Regions from separate parts of the Mus musculus genome. Here regions 2, 3, 4 and 5 are each linked to region 1. A link is a contact called in public promoter capture Hi-C data. All regions are on one chromosome and are shown on one strand. Each heading gives the region's core, a stretch centred on a gene start, on an enhancer-like site or on the middle of the called end of the contact. The rest is flanking DNA. Distances are from core to core; before and after follow the strand shown. Region 1 holds the start of Kdm6a (lysine (K)-specific demethylase 6A). Region 2 holds the start of Ndp (Norrie disease (pseudoglioma) (human)). Region 3 holds the start of Maoa (monoamine oxidase A). Region 4 has its middle 72 kb from the start of Cypt1. Region 5 holds the start of Chst7 (carbohydrate (N-acetylglucosamino) sulfotransferase 7).

Region 1 (2,700 bases), core at 56-2,555:
GCACTTATATATTCTGAAATCTAAATTTAAATATACCCTATTGATTACAGGTGTAAACTTATATAAAACATATAAAGCTTGGTTTATAAACGGATCTTTTCTTCATATAGTCCATTTACTAATATTTTCTATCCCAAAGACTGGAGGTGTGATGAGATACATCACATTATATCTGCCTTTTCAAAATAGTCGATGGAAAGTTTGGTCTATCTCCTGATTATACTATGGGTCAAACACCAGACTTATTTGTACCTGAGGGACAGAACAAGCAAATGTTACTGCTAAGGGTTTCCTATGTAGTGGAAGCAGAAAAAGGCTGGCAGGAAGCTGTGTTGAGGATTCTATTTCTCTAAGGCCAGTTCACATACAGCTCCTACTCTTCCATGGAGTACCCACTGAGATGACAGCAACAGAACCCAACATTCTGAAATCCCCCTCGACAAATTTCACTGTTTCTGTTTTTTTCTTTATAGTATAACGAATTACTGCTAGGGCGTAGGGTATATGCAAGCAGCAGGAATATCTGGCCCGAAAGTGCTGCCAACAGACAGACCTTTGGCGGTGGGGTGCGGGAGCCAGCGCGCCAGACCCCCTGCAGGCGACTGACTCTTCATTCCTCCCTGCCTGGGGTGAGTGGGCGGGGGTCGGGAGACGTTTTCCCCTTCCCCTTTTGAAAGGGTATGGGGCTTCGCGTGGCCTTGTCTAGGGCGGCGCCCAGGCTGCAGGGTATGAAGCCGGCTGCTGCTCCTCTGGCGCACTCCTCGTGGAGGCTATTATTTCTAGCAGTGCGCCTTCTTCCGAGGGCAGAGGTCTGGGGCCGAGTGTTCCCTCCCCGCGACTCAGCTGGTGTCCAGCCCTGTCGGGATCGATATTCCCGGAGTGCGCGAGCGCTAGCAGGACCACCGAAATCACAGTCTTGGCCCACCCTAGGGCTTCCGGGCAGCCAGAGGCTGTCCTAGGCTTTCTCGTTGGCGCTCGCTACAGGCGGTGCCGGACCTCGCCCAGACTGAGCACTCCCCTCCCCCCCCCGATCCCACCACGGCTCCCGAAGGGACACAGCCTGGACCCCTCCATTCTCTGCCTGTGTATTTAAGTAGCACAACCTAACCGGCTGCTCCCACTGGGTGACAACCCTACTCCGGACAGACGTGCCTATCAGCCAACCACCGACCAGAACTGGCGAGCATCCCGCTCTCGGATCTGTGGCGGCCTCGGTGGGCGGGGCTAAAGCAGCTAGCAAGTTAAGTGGAGCCACGACTGACGCGAGTCAACAAAGGTCACGTGAGGCGAGGGGCTGCTCTGGTTGGCTGCGCCGAGCGGGCTGTGAGGGGGGGGTCACGGCAGCGGCGTGGGGTTCGCTGTGTGACACAATTACAACAACTTTGTGCTGGTGCCGGGGAAGTTTGTGTCTCCTACGAATCCCCCCCAGAGCTCCCGCTCCTCGCGCGCTCCGGCCATTCCCGCCGACCCTGCCTGTGGCTGCCCCCTTCCCATCCCCGCGATGTGACCCTACAGCCGAGCCGTCGCCGCTCCGGACCCAGTGGTTCCACAGCCTCTGCTGCCTCTGCCTTCACCTCTACCGCGTTAGGATTTTTCGCTGCCGCCTCTCGCGGCAGAGGAGGAGGCAGAAATAAAGTTGGTGTGCCGGTCTTGTGCGGAGATTGGAGGCGTCCTTGCGGGCTCCGGCCCGGAGAGGGGGGGTGTCGGCGTTGGAGTTGTGAATTCGCTGCGTTTCCATGAAATCCTGCGGAGTGTCGCTCGCTACCGCCGCCGCCGCCGCCGCCGCCGCCGCTTTCGGTGATGAGGAAAAGAAAATGGCGGCGGGAAAAGCGAGCGGCGAGAGCGAGGAGGCGTCCCCCAGCCTGACAGCGGAGGAGAGGGAGGCGCTCGGCGGACTGGACAGGTACGGGGAGCGGGCACTCGCCCGGGCGGCTCGGGACAGGCTGGCGCCACTCTCCGAGGAGGCCGGAGCGCGGCTAGCCTGTGGCGGCCGTGGGGCGGGCACCTCGGCTTGGCGCTCTCGGCTCCGCTGACGCCCGGGCCTCGGGCTTTGGCACGGACGGGTCGGCGCCGATGCCGGGGCACTAACGAGCGGCGTGTGTCTTTCTCCGCAGCCGCCTTTTCGGGTTCGTGAGGTTTCATGAAGATGGCGCCAGGATGAAGGCCCTGCTGGGCAAGGTAAGGCAAACCGCGGGCCGGAGCGCGGACGCGGTCTCTCGAGCCAGAGGCGCGCTCGCCTGGGGCACCGGGGCCGGGTCACCACTCATTGTGGCCTCGAAAGACGGCCGAGGGGCTTCCGGAAAACTATTTCCTGCTACTGCGCTCCCCTCCACCCCCTGATACCTCGCTTGCTCTCTTGAGAGATCACTTCTCTTGGAGCCAGAGGACAGAGGCAGTGGCGCTTTTGGGGCCAAGCTCATGTGGGGCTTCCAAATTGACTACGATTTTACCGCCCTTGGAGGCTAGGCGGATGATCTCTGAGGTGCCTAGGGAGGGTCATGAGTTCGTAAACAGCTGTAGATTTCCTTAAATCCCCCGCTCGTTATCTTCCCTGGTTATTAAGGCTCTTTAGGCAGTCTGTTCCTGATGCCTGCTTTAGTCAAACATTTCGGGATGGCTTCTTGTCTCTGCTCCCTGAAGGGGGAAGTTGCACGTAGTTTAGGTCCGTAAAGAGTTTGCATGGGGTTATTGACTTGTATC
Region 2 (2,700 bases), core at 30-2,529, 1.3 Mb before region 1:
ACTTGCATTCAGGAACTGGAAAGAATCCTCTGCATATTCCCCAGGTGTCTGTAGGAGTCATTCCTCCAGGTCCTGGTCCCTGTGCTGTCAGGAGCATCCTTTCCTGGTCACTTCTTGGGTATTGAATTGTTGGTCGTGCTGCAGGGACAACCCGACTACTAAAAATAACCCCTTGCAATAAGGCCAAGGCAAACAGCATGCATTTCCTCAGACTTTTTGCCCAATCAAAATCATACAGTAAATCCATCCTCATCGCTCCCGGACACTTCTGAATGTATCCATGGAAGCAAAGTCCCAAGGCGGGATAGGAGAAGAGTGAAAAGGAGCAGCGTGACACTGAAAGCTAGGCATAAATGTTGCCTTTTGTTTGAAGTCATTCTGAGCACTCCCGGCACAGCCCTGGCAGGAGATCAGCCGCATACATAAGGACTAACAAAAGTAAATAGTGCACGTTTAACCTCGCAGACTCTCCTGCGTTAATAGTGCCCCCATTGTAAGTGGGATGAAGGCGGTAGGGAAGATACAGGACTCCACAAACGCAAGTCGGCAACTGCTGCTTCTCCGTCCCCCTTTATGGTGTCACATAGAAGAACCATTCCAAAGTTACATCTAACTACGCAGAGTTTGCAAAGAAATCAAGCCAAAAGATATTTTCGAGCTTCTCTGGGACGCTTCCTGTCAGAGACTTCAAAGACACATTCATTTAAAACAAACAAACAAATAAACAAAACCCTCCACAAGGCTAGCATGCTACAGATTAATGCAAATTAAAGTGATGCAAATTTAAGTGGTATTTAAAGATTGTCTCTTTGTCTGCAAGAAGGATGAAAGGCAGAGTTTGGAAAGAAGTAATTTCCTAGGCAAGCCGTCAGCGCTTGTTTGCCTGCTTACCTTGGGGGAAACGCAGGGCTCCTTTCTTCTCAGACTTTTCTGAGAGCTAGAAAGAGGTCCTGTTACTTCCAAATGCTTTTGTTCTTCTGTCCCTCTGTCACATGGCTTGCCTTTTATATTTGCAACACACAAAAGTTAGGACTGTTGTTTAAGCGACCCAGGGAGAGAGAGGGAGAGAGAGGGAGAGAGAGAGAGGGAGAGAGAGGGAGAGAGAGAGGGAGAGTGTCAAATGGAAAAGTGCCATTGCAGGCATATATCAATCAGGCGTGTGGCCGCAGCAGCGCTCTAGCAAATGGGAATACCACGGAAATGTTAGGCGCTCTCGTTATCGGGGACTCACAGCCTCTGCCCACTGCTCGGATCTTTTCCATGGAGCATCTTAAGATGAGAACAACAGCATAGAAGACGGAAGTTTTCTTCCCCCTCCCCCATTATGTTTTTGTATTTGTACACTAATAAGAGGCTACATGAATATTCTGAGTTTAATTCTTTTGCGAGCATGTAGCTGCTATAAAGATGTGCAGTTGGCAGTAGAGACACACGGTTTTGGAAATACAAAGACAGGGTGGCATTCTGTTTAACGATTAAGCAGCTGGTCAGGATGAAGTTGAAATGCTAAGGGAGGGAAAGGTGGACATCAGCAGTCTTTCTCAGGCTAAGCTGAGAAGCAAGTGCAAAATGCTACCCTGTTTTAGCATGATGTGCGTGGGTGGTGAGAGTTCTTTTTTTCCAAGTTGTTCATCCATTAAATGATTTTTAGCAGCATAAATGCGATTCAGCTCTTTGTGGCACTTTAATAAGTGCCTTCACTGACATCATTTGGAGCAAAACTTTGTAATACATTTAGAAACAAAGGGCAAAATGTTTGGTCCATGACTCCTTACTAAAAGGTAAGGCCAACCCACTACATCACAATTAGTAGAAAAGAGACAAAGGTGAATTCTGTGTGTGGGTTAAGCACCTGCTGCTGAATAATGCCCTGTTAAGAGCTTTGGGGCCACAAAGGGAAACATTGCACAAATCTTGCCCTTAAAATACTTGAAGACAAAATGATCACCAATTTTAGAAACCAGAGGACAATACAAAGAATCATTTATAATTGTTTTAATGTCTGGTAGGTTCAGACATAAAACAGTTTATTTTATTAATACTGATGAAAACTTAAACTAAGGAATGAAGTCTCTATGAAAATTTATTAAAATGGAAATATTTCATAAACCTTAAAAAATGTTCCAGTTAGCTAATTTCTGATTCCCAAACCTTCATGTCATGCTGTATCTGATTATTTCTCATTAATAAATTGATAACCAAATTGTATTGTTCCACAGAATCATTACTCCAAACAGCTACTAGTGTTTTACTAGAGGTGTATAATTTTTTTCAGCTTTGCCTCAATCTTTTAAGAAGTAACTTTCTTTTGTTCCATCAGAAAAGCCCTGTCTACCTGGGACCAGACACAAAATCTACTTCTGAGAGTTAAGGATAAATGGACCTTTAAAAATGGGAATAGTCTTCAAGGGGTTATGACTTGTCCATGAGTAAGAGCCATGGAAACAGTCATGAATACATTTTCTGGCTTACTTAGGTAGATCAGAGTCAGAGGGAAAATAAAGTCTTAGATCATCAGCACTTTCAAATATCAGAGTTTGACAGCCACTGGCTTCTTCATTTTCCTAAGAAAGATTTCCTAAGCACCTTTGGCAGAATGTGCTTACTGCTCCATCTTGCCATATTGTGCCTAGGGGTTCTCAGGGTTGCCCTATCTGCTTTGAAGCAACTTAAAAGGTGTGGTTCTTCCTGGATGGAATT
Region 3 (2,700 bases), core at 66-2,565, 1.5 Mb before region 1:
GAGCGCGCCCCAGCTCACATTACTTTTAGATAAAAGAGAATACCGTGAAAGCTTCAGGCTAATAAGACTCATCGTCGCGCGAGCGCTGACGTGGACTCCGCCCACAGACACGCCCCCTCCGCGTCATAGTGGTATCGCCCGGCCTCAACGGGCGGCCTACAAATGAGGCCTGCAGGTGGGAGAGGCGGAGCTGCGCCGCGCTGACGCCGCATCTTCCCGCCTCCCAGTGGGCCGGGCGCGCTTGGGTTAGGCTTCTGAGTGCGGACTGGTAACAAATGGCTGGGCCCTGAAAGCGGAGCGCCCTTGATGGGGGTGGTTTAGGGTAGCCATTCGCGGCTTCCCGCCGCTGTGAGAATTATGTCAGAAAAGAAGGCCTTCCCCCCAGGCAGGGGCGTCACGCGTGGCCGCGGTGGCCGGGGGCGTGAGGTGGATTTGGCCCCCGGAGCCCGGAGTGCCATTTCCCAGACCCACGTGGAGAAGTCCCATGCAGGCAGTAGTAGCTCTGCCAGCTCGTTCGAGTCCTCCCACCCTCTGCGGCGGACCGTCTCCCAACCCCTTCCCTCGACTCGGACGAACGAATCCATTCAGGAGCAGGGGAGTCCTTCGAGTGCCCTCAACATCCCTCAGAGCCTCAGTGATAATTTTGGCCAGAGGAATGCCCAGGGCCTCCGCGTTCACCATCGGGGCGTTCAGGTCCCCACAGTTGCCTCAGACTCCACCCTCCTTAGCTCTTTCTCTCAGCGCATATCCACAGTAGGATCCATCCCAATGCCAGACTCATCCCTATCTGGGCAAAGATTTTCGTTGGCTTCTGTGCAAGTGTCCTCCATGGCTTCTATACTTAGCACTTCTGTTGAGTCAGAACTGGGGTCTATCCCTGCCTCACTGACCAGCACTCCCCAAGGGTCGGCAGTGGAGCCCACTCCATCCCTTCCATCCGTATTGTGTCGCCCCTCCTGGGGATTGGCACCAGAACATCTTATGCACAGAAGCACATCCCTGCCAGACACACCAGACAACTCCCCACTAGAATCGGCAGAAGATTCTCTCAGGCATTCTGTATCAGCCTCTTCTTGGTTATCACCATCAACACTTTCCGCTCCCCGTGACGAATCCCTGTTGCCTATGTCACTCGATAGTCCTATATCCATATCTCCTCCACTGTATGATCAAGGGCCCGCTCCTTTCCATGCCTCTCAAGTGCCTATGCTAGGGCCATCCCTGCCCTGCGTATGGGGCTCTCCCTGGGTATCTCAGCAAGGATCAGCTCCGCCCCTGAGCGCTCCCCTAGCTTTTGCACAAGAGCGCGCTCCGCCTTCAGGGCCGGGCTCTTCCCGGGTATGGATAGATACATCAGCTCCGCCCTCGGACTTCAGTCAAGGGGCGGTACAAGGGTCTGTTCCACCCTGGGCGGTCCCCCCTTTTAAACCCAAGTCTCGGGAGAATTTTACCCAAACCATGACGGATCTGGAGAAGCCCAGTATCACAGGCCACATGTTCGACGTAGTCGTGATTGGAGGCGGCATCTCAGGTTAGTTTGGATCTTTAATAGTAGCATAAGGGGCCCTAGATGACCAGGGGTAGGGAACTTGCAGTGTCCCTGTTGTGTTTGGGAGGGTCTTTCTCCTCCGTGTGAGTGTTAACTATAACAGGGCCCCAGATCCTGCCAGATGGGAGCAGGGGCTTGTCCCTTTGCATACACTGGTGGAGGGAGGCAAAATAATTTGACTCCTAACTACTTAATACTAATGATTAATTAGCTCTTGTTTTGCAATTACATTTAGCAGATTACATGAGTTTCCCCTGTCTTCAACAGTGTGGTGGGTTGGCAACACATTTGCTATTTTACAAAACCAAGCAACTGTGGCTTAAGAGTTTCAGTAACTGTCCTGGTGTCTGAATACCTCCCTGGGAAGCCACAGACCTGTTTTCTCCCATTTAAGACCTTCACTTCCAATTCTATAGGTGGTTGCTTAGCCTCCCTGACTTCACATCCTCTCCTCTGAATAGCACAACAGCCAGTCTATGTATGTACTACTGAAGTAGTAGTAGGATTAGTTCAGTTCAGTTCTTCTCTGAAGCACCATTGCTTAGAAAGTGAGTAGGTAAAAAAAAAAAAAAAAATACGGAGACAGCATCTTTTAGAAAAAAGTAATTTTTTTTTTAAAGAGCTGGAAGTTTCAACGTATTCCTGCTGGGTTTTTTTCAGAACTTGTATAAAAGTGTAGTGAATTGTTCAAAGGGAATCTCTTGTATGCTTTTGCTGAGAGCTGCACTGTCTAAATCTTGTCCTGTGGTATTGGCTTAAATGGCTCATCAAGTAAGGGGAAGATGAAATTTTTTTCTCTATTTTCCTGGAGACCTCATAAATATATGTATATTAAATTGCCACCTATATTGTCATTGTAAAAATTTAGGAGTTATTCTTTGTCTCTAGGTAGAAGTCCAAGCCCTTTCTCTCAAGTGTTAATAATTTCAGAGATGTGTGCAAGATATAATTTAGAGGGAGAAAGACAGTAGGAAGGAGTAAATAGGGTGCCCCCACAGTATCTATTTTAATATATGTTCCCTTTGAGTAGACCATAAACGTGCTTATATAGTTATTTTAGATATAGGTAGCTTTGGACTCAGCCTGTTCAGGATAAACAGTCTAATTATCAGATTGGTATGGACTGTTCCTTTGGCTATCCTAGCCAGTGG
Region 4 (2,700 bases), core at 43-2,542, 1.7 Mb before region 1:
ACTACATAGCTAGGCCTGGTGGCACAGGCCTGTAATCCCAGCTGCAAGCAAAGCAACAGAAAGAGGATTGTACACTGCAGACAAGTTACATGGCACAATTAAACAACATGAGCCTTGTTCACACAGTGAAATTTTCTCAGATTAAAAAGAACCTGAAACCATGACATTTGAACTAGAGTCCACTTTGTCAAGGAAAACAAGCCAGGTTCAGACAAATGTCACATTTTCTTTCATGGAAAGAATTTAAGATTAAATGTGTGTGTTGGGAGATCATGAAGAGAAGAAGAGGATATGTTGGGAGTAAAGGGAGGGGATAATGGAACTCTTGTGACAGAGAAGCAGAAGACAGTAGCATTTCAAAGAAGGAAGAGGAGGGTAGAAAGGACAAAAGAGGACACAGAGCAAGGGGGATGAATGGCAACGAAGGAAAGTAATAGATTACTTTGTGTCACTTTGCATGGTAACTTATAATTAATTTTTCAAAAAGAAATTATCTAAAAAAAATTCTATTCTGCCACTTGAGTTCCCAAAACCAAACTTCTTGGGACAGAAATGTTATGAATTTATTATTAAATATTTGTATGTACATTAGCTACCCTAAAGAGGGAACCAAATCTGAAAAATTCATTTATGATTCATCCACATCTTATATCCATAACCAGAATGTCTGTTATTTGTTTACTGAATAATGAATTGTACACTGGGCCTTACACTTGCTAGGAAAGTTCTCTTTCACTGAGCTACATCTCCAGCCTCTTGTAATCCTATATGATATTTTACATGTTTGAGTTTTGCTCACAACCCTTCCTAAGAAGCCAGATGCTGAATTTTCCCTCTGTAGCTCCATGTTAGTACACAAAACAGTTCCAATTTTAGACCATCTCAGATATTCAGATTAGGGCTCTGCAGTCTATGTTGGCTTTCTCTGTAATTAACGTGAGACACAGGCCACCTGGACCTCTTTATTTGTGAGCAAGGTTCAGTTTTCACCCTGCTTACCAACGTCTTCCTGGGACAGCCTCTGCATGGGAGGAGCCATTTCATTCAATATTCTAACAAGTCTGCACTGTGGTGACAGGCTGCCAGAAGGTGGCAGCAAAAGACTATCTGGCAGAAAAATATGGCTGGATATTCTAAAAGAAAGAATAAAAATTATTTTCAAAGCTAGGCCCCCACCTTGATTCAGGACTGATCCCAGTTTAGTTTAACATACCTGGGGCCAAGAGATGTATAGCAGGATCAAAAGTCACTTCCAGAGTGCCCAATTCCAAAGGAAAGATAAAAGCAAACTTGGCCAGTTAAACTCATTGACTCTGGACATCTGGATCAGAATAATGACTTCCCTTGAGACATCACATATTTTGCTTAATGAACTTCCACTAAGAAAAACAATAGGAAAACCAAGGGAACTAAGATTTGGGAACGATGCCTATGCTTGTCTTTTTCTTTGTCCTCCAGATTTAGATTCACTTTCTTCCCTTTTCGTTATAGCCCCTAAGAGCCTGGATCCCAGGACAATATTCAGAAGCTCTGTTGTCCTCTGGTTTCAAGAGAAAGGTACATGTGCATAGGCCTTTGCTCCCATTTATTCCTCTCTATAATGTTGCCTCAACCAGGAGCTGTTATAGAAAGCTCTTCCTCCAAAAGGGTCTGCTCTAAGCTCTCACTCTCACTGACAGCAGCTGCTGCTATCCATCGTCTCTTCTGATATCTAGATGCTGTTGTCTCCTGTACTGGTAAAAGTGTTCTTCATCCCATCCAAATGTTATTCTTTAAACTCTTTGTAAATAATCCTTTCTTAAGTTATCCTAAATGATGTGGGTCATGTGATGTTGCTAGGACCTTGTCTAATATACAACATATGTTAGTTATCTCTCTCATTGCTGTGACAAACATCTAACAAAACAACGTAATGAATGATAAAGAGTTTGGTTTTGGTCACAATTTCAGCATACAAATATCAGTGTGAAGTCGTGGTACAGAAGGCATGGTGACAGAGCTTTTCAATGGCTGATTACTTTGCACCAATAATCAGAAAGAAGATGACTGGCCAGTGGTGTACTGTTCATTTCTCCTTTGTATTTGGGTTTGAACTGCAGCTCATGGAATAGGGCCACCCACATTTAGAGGGATTGTTAAGCTTCTTAGTTAAGTACCCTCACAAACACACTGTGTTAGTTATTTTCTGTTGCTGTGACAAAAGAGTGACCAAAAGCAACCTGGTGGAAGAAGAGATGATTTGGCTTAAACTTCTACATCACAGTCTATCACTGAAGGAGTCAGGATAAAAACCTGAAGCAGATGTAGAATCAGAGCCCAAAGAGAAACACTACTTACTGACTTGGTCTTTGGGGCTTGTTCAGTTTGCTTTTGTACATACCCCAAGACCACCTGCCCAGGGTGTCACACCCCAAGTAGGTTTGGCACTTACATTTCAATTATTAATCAAGAAAATACCTCACAGGCCCTTCTGTAGGCCAGTCTTATGGAGGCAATTCTTCAATTCAGGTTCCCTCTTCCCAGATGACTCTAGCTTGTGGCAAGTTGACAAAAAGTAAGCAGGACACACAAGAGCTTTGTCTCCTGCATGATTTAAAAACCTGTCACAATACCAAGACTAACCATCATATAACATGGAGCTAAATCATATTTTCCCCCAAGAGTAAACTTGACTAAAGGTGAGGATAGCAGGAATGGCTC
Region 5 (2,700 bases), core at 73-2,572, 1.9 Mb after region 1:
ATGTTGCAAAATAGTATCCTTGCTACAAAGGAGATTAATACATAAGTGAGTGAATGTTACTGATGGAAAATGAAGAGGTTCAACATGGTTTCTTCTGACAAAAAAGTAGCAAGTAATGACACTGTTGGGAAAGGAGTGCAGTGGTACCCCTGGTTGGAGAAGAGCAGAGAATTTTGAATAGTCCTAGAGGCTTGAGATTTGGAATTGACAGGATGTCTGAGGTTAATGGTGTTAAATTTCTCTTGGTGTAAACATGTCCTTTATGGAATGTTTTGCAATTGTGTTTGTGGGTTTGGGAAAGAATGGCTTTTCTAGGGGAGTAATGAATGACAGAAGGCAAGGAAGTTTAGTTTATTGCCATGAGTGTTATTAAAATAATGGCACAGGACCAGTAAGATGGCTCAGTGAGAGCACTTGCCTAGAGCTGATCCTAGCAACCTGAGTTCAATCGCCAGTCTCCAGGACATGCAAGATGAGAGAAGAGAACCAACTCCCTCATGTTGTCCTCTGACCTCCATACATGTGCACACACAGGCACACAGGCACGCACGCACACACACACACACACACACACACACACACACACGAATATAATTTGAGAGAGAGAGAGAGAGAGAGAGAATTGCCCATAGTCTTTTAGATGAACACGAAGATTTGAGAAAAATGTAAAGGGAGTGGGCAAGGTGGATCAGAAATAAAGAATATATATACAAGTGGCTGGAAAGTGTGAGAATTGTGGGCAAGAAACAATGATTGACAAATACAAAATAAATAGTTTTCATATATAAGGAATACAAGAGAAGGGCTGGAGAATTAGTTCAGTGATTAAGACCACTTACTGGAGACCCAAGTTTGGTTTGAAACACCTATAGCTCTGATTACACCCATCTGCAACTCTTGTTTCTGGTGATCCAGTGCCCTCTTCTGGATTCTGCTGGGACCAAAACAGGAAGAAAAAAAGTGTCATTCTCCAGGTGGGGAATCATGTCCAGTCACTGGATGCCTTCTGTACACATTGTGACTCTCCCTTGCCTGAAGTTGGTTGGTTAGCAAACTTAAATTCGTTTTGAAGGAGTTAGGGAAAGGTGGAGTACACTCAGTGCACCCCAGAGGGTGTCCCTGCCCTGTGGCAGCCCTGTCCAGCTCTAGCCCGGCGTTGAGCAAACCCAGGAGCAGAGCGTAAGTGGGCGGGGAGAAGTTTCGGGTACCATGGGCAGGGCCTGCAGCTGCTGAACCGGCCAATGAGCGCTCTCAAGAGGCTGAGCCAAGAAGGAGGCTGAGTGTGCCGCCACCACTGCCTCCCAAGTTTCCTGTAGTGGATACACCGCCCGGCTGCTCCACTCCGCTCCACCCAACATTGAGGGAGACCCGAAGAGGCCGGAGCCGAGGACTTTGGGCTGGGTTTTCTGGACAGAACCAGCAGGCGCCTACTCTGCTCTGGGTGGGGAGAGTGAGGATTCGGTGAACTATGAAGGGCCGGCGGCGGCGGCGCCGAGAGTATTGCAAGTTCACGCTGCTCTTGGCGCTGTACACGCTTTTGCTACTTCTTGTCCCCTCTGTACTGGACAGCCACAGCGAGCAGGACAAGGGCAGGAACTGCCCCGGCCTGCAGCGCAGCTTGGGTGTGTGGAGCCTGGAGGCGGCGGCGGCCGGGGAACGTGAGCAGGGCGCTGAGGTGCGGTCCCTGGCCGAAGGAAACCCGGATCGATCCCCCGGGTCCCCCGGCAACCTCAGCGCCGTCGGTGAGGCGGTGACCCAGGAAAAGCAACACATCTATGTGCATGCCACCTGGCGCACCGGCTCGTCCTTCTTGGGCGAACTCTTCAACCAGCACCCGGACGTTTTCTACTTGTACGAGCCCATGTGGCATCTGTGGCAGGCACTGTATCCGGGCGACGCGGAGAGCCTGCAGGGCGCACTAAGAGACATGCTGCGCTCCCTCTTCCGCTGTGATTTCTCTGTGCTGCGCCTGTACGCGCAGCCTGGGGACCCTGGGGAGCGAGCACCGGACTCGGCCAACCTCACCACGGCCATGCTTTTCCGCTGGCGGACCAACAAGGTCATCTGCTCGCCGCCTCTGTGCCCCGCCGCGCCCCGGGCACGCGCGGACGTGGGACTCGTCGAGGACAAAGCCTGCGAAAGTACCTGCCCGCCCGTTTCGCTCCGCGCCCTGGAGGCCGAGTGCCGCAAGTACCCGGTGGTGGTCATCAAAGACGTGCGGCTACTGGACCTGGGAGTGCTGGTCCCTCTGCTGCGTGACCCAGGCCTCAACCTAAAGGTGGTGCAACTCTTCCGAGACCCTCGGGCCGTGCACAACTCGCGCCTCAAGTCGAGGCAGGGACTGCTGCGCGAAAGCATCCAGGTGCTGCGCACGCGCCAGAGGGGCGACCACTTCCACCGGGTGCTGCTGGCGCATGGAGTGGATGCCCGTCCGGGAGGCCAGGCCCGGGCTCTGCCCTCGGCGCCACGCGCTGATTTCTTCTTAACCAGCGCGCTTGAGGTGATCTGTGAAGCGTGGCTTCGCGACCTGCTATTCACCCGCGGCGCGCCCGCCTGGCTGAGGCGTCGCTACCTGCGGCTGCGTTATGAGGACCTGGTGTGGCAGCCCCAAGCCCAGCTGCGCCGCCTGCTGCGCTTCTCTGGGTTGCGGACACTCGCCGCGCTTGATGCCTTCGCATTCAATATGACGCGGGGCTCGGC

The links. Promoter capture Hi-C pulls out the DNA fragments that hold promoters and counts their contacts.
Region 2: a promoter capture Hi-C map of neural stem cells shows a contact between it and region 1. The contact joins the promoter of Ndp here to the promoter of Kdm6a in region 1. A contact is called at or near these places in 7 of 39 promoter capture datasets (3T3-L1-derived adipocytes, cranial neural crest, frontonasal cranial neural crest and 4 more), 4 of 484 Hi-C or Micro-C datasets (cerebellum, cortical neurons, neural progenitor cells and 1 more) and 7 of 115 datasets of contacts at active chromatin or transcription factors (astrocytes, differentiating embryonic stem cells, embryonic forebrain and 4 more).
Region 3: a contact with region 1 is called in a promoter capture Hi-C map of pre-B cells. The contact joins the promoter of Maoa here to the promoter of Kdm6a in region 1. A contact is called at or near these places in 9 of 39 promoter capture datasets (the 3T3-L1 cell line, the HPC-7 cell line, cranial neural crest and 6 more), 6 of 484 Hi-C or Micro-C datasets (CD4 T cells, CD8 T cells, cerebral cortex and 3 more), 8 of 115 datasets of contacts at active chromatin or transcription factors (the SCID.adh cell line, astrocytes, bone marrow-derived dendritic cells and 5 more) and 2 of 9 other capture datasets (adipose tissue and liver).
Region 4: a promoter capture Hi-C map of the 3T3-L1 cell line shows a contact between it and region 1, with 10 times the contacts expected there. The contact joins the enhancer-like site here to the promoter of Kdm6a in region 1. A contact is called at or near these places in 8 of 39 promoter capture datasets (the 3T3-L1 cell line, 3T3-L1-derived adipocytes, cranial neural crest and 4 more) and 1 of 115 datasets of contacts at active chromatin or transcription factors (astrocytes).
Region 5: a promoter capture Hi-C map of pre-B cells shows a contact between it and region 1, with 6 times the contacts expected there. The contact joins the promoter of Chst7 here to the promoter of Kdm6a in region 1. A contact is called at or near these places in 4 of 39 promoter capture datasets (the C10 cell line, embryonic stem cells, hippocampal neurons and 1 more) and 1 of 115 datasets of contacts at active chromatin or transcription factors (astrocytes).

What each region holds. Positions count from the first base shown.
Region 1 is chrX:18,161,270-18,163,969 of GRCm38.p6, forward strand. It overlaps Kdm6a (lysine (K)-specific demethylase 6A), which reads left to right and starts at 1,306. Exons shown (of 29, transcript NM_001310444.1): 1 at 1,306-1,903; 2 at 2,115-2,178. The coding sequence starts at 1,737.
Region 2 is chrX:16,910,495-16,913,194 of GRCm38.p6, forward strand. Ndp (Norrie disease (pseudoglioma) (human)) reads right to left here and starts at 1,280. Exons shown (of 3, transcript NM_010883.3): 1 at 892-1,280.
Region 3 is chrX:16,618,383-16,621,082 of GRCm38.p6, forward strand. Maoa (monoamine oxidase A) reads left to right here and starts at 1,316. Exons shown (of 15, transcript NM_173740.3): 1 at 1,316-1,531. The coding sequence starts at 1,459.
Region 4 is chrX:16,449,834-16,452,533 of GRCm38.p6, forward strand. No RefSeq gene overlaps it. Among named protein-coding and RNA genes, the nearest start is that of Cypt1, 72 kb to the right of the region's middle. Within about 2 kb of position 1,293, at least 9 of the 459 cell types and tissues checked have an H3K27ac peak or open chromatin away from gene starts, as enhancers often do.
Region 5 is chrX:20,058,248-20,060,947 of GRCm38.p6, forward strand. It overlaps Chst7 (carbohydrate (N-acetylglucosamino) sulfotransferase 7), which reads left to right and starts at 1,323. Exons shown (of 2, transcript NM_021715.1): 1 at 1,323-2,700. The coding sequence starts at 1,469.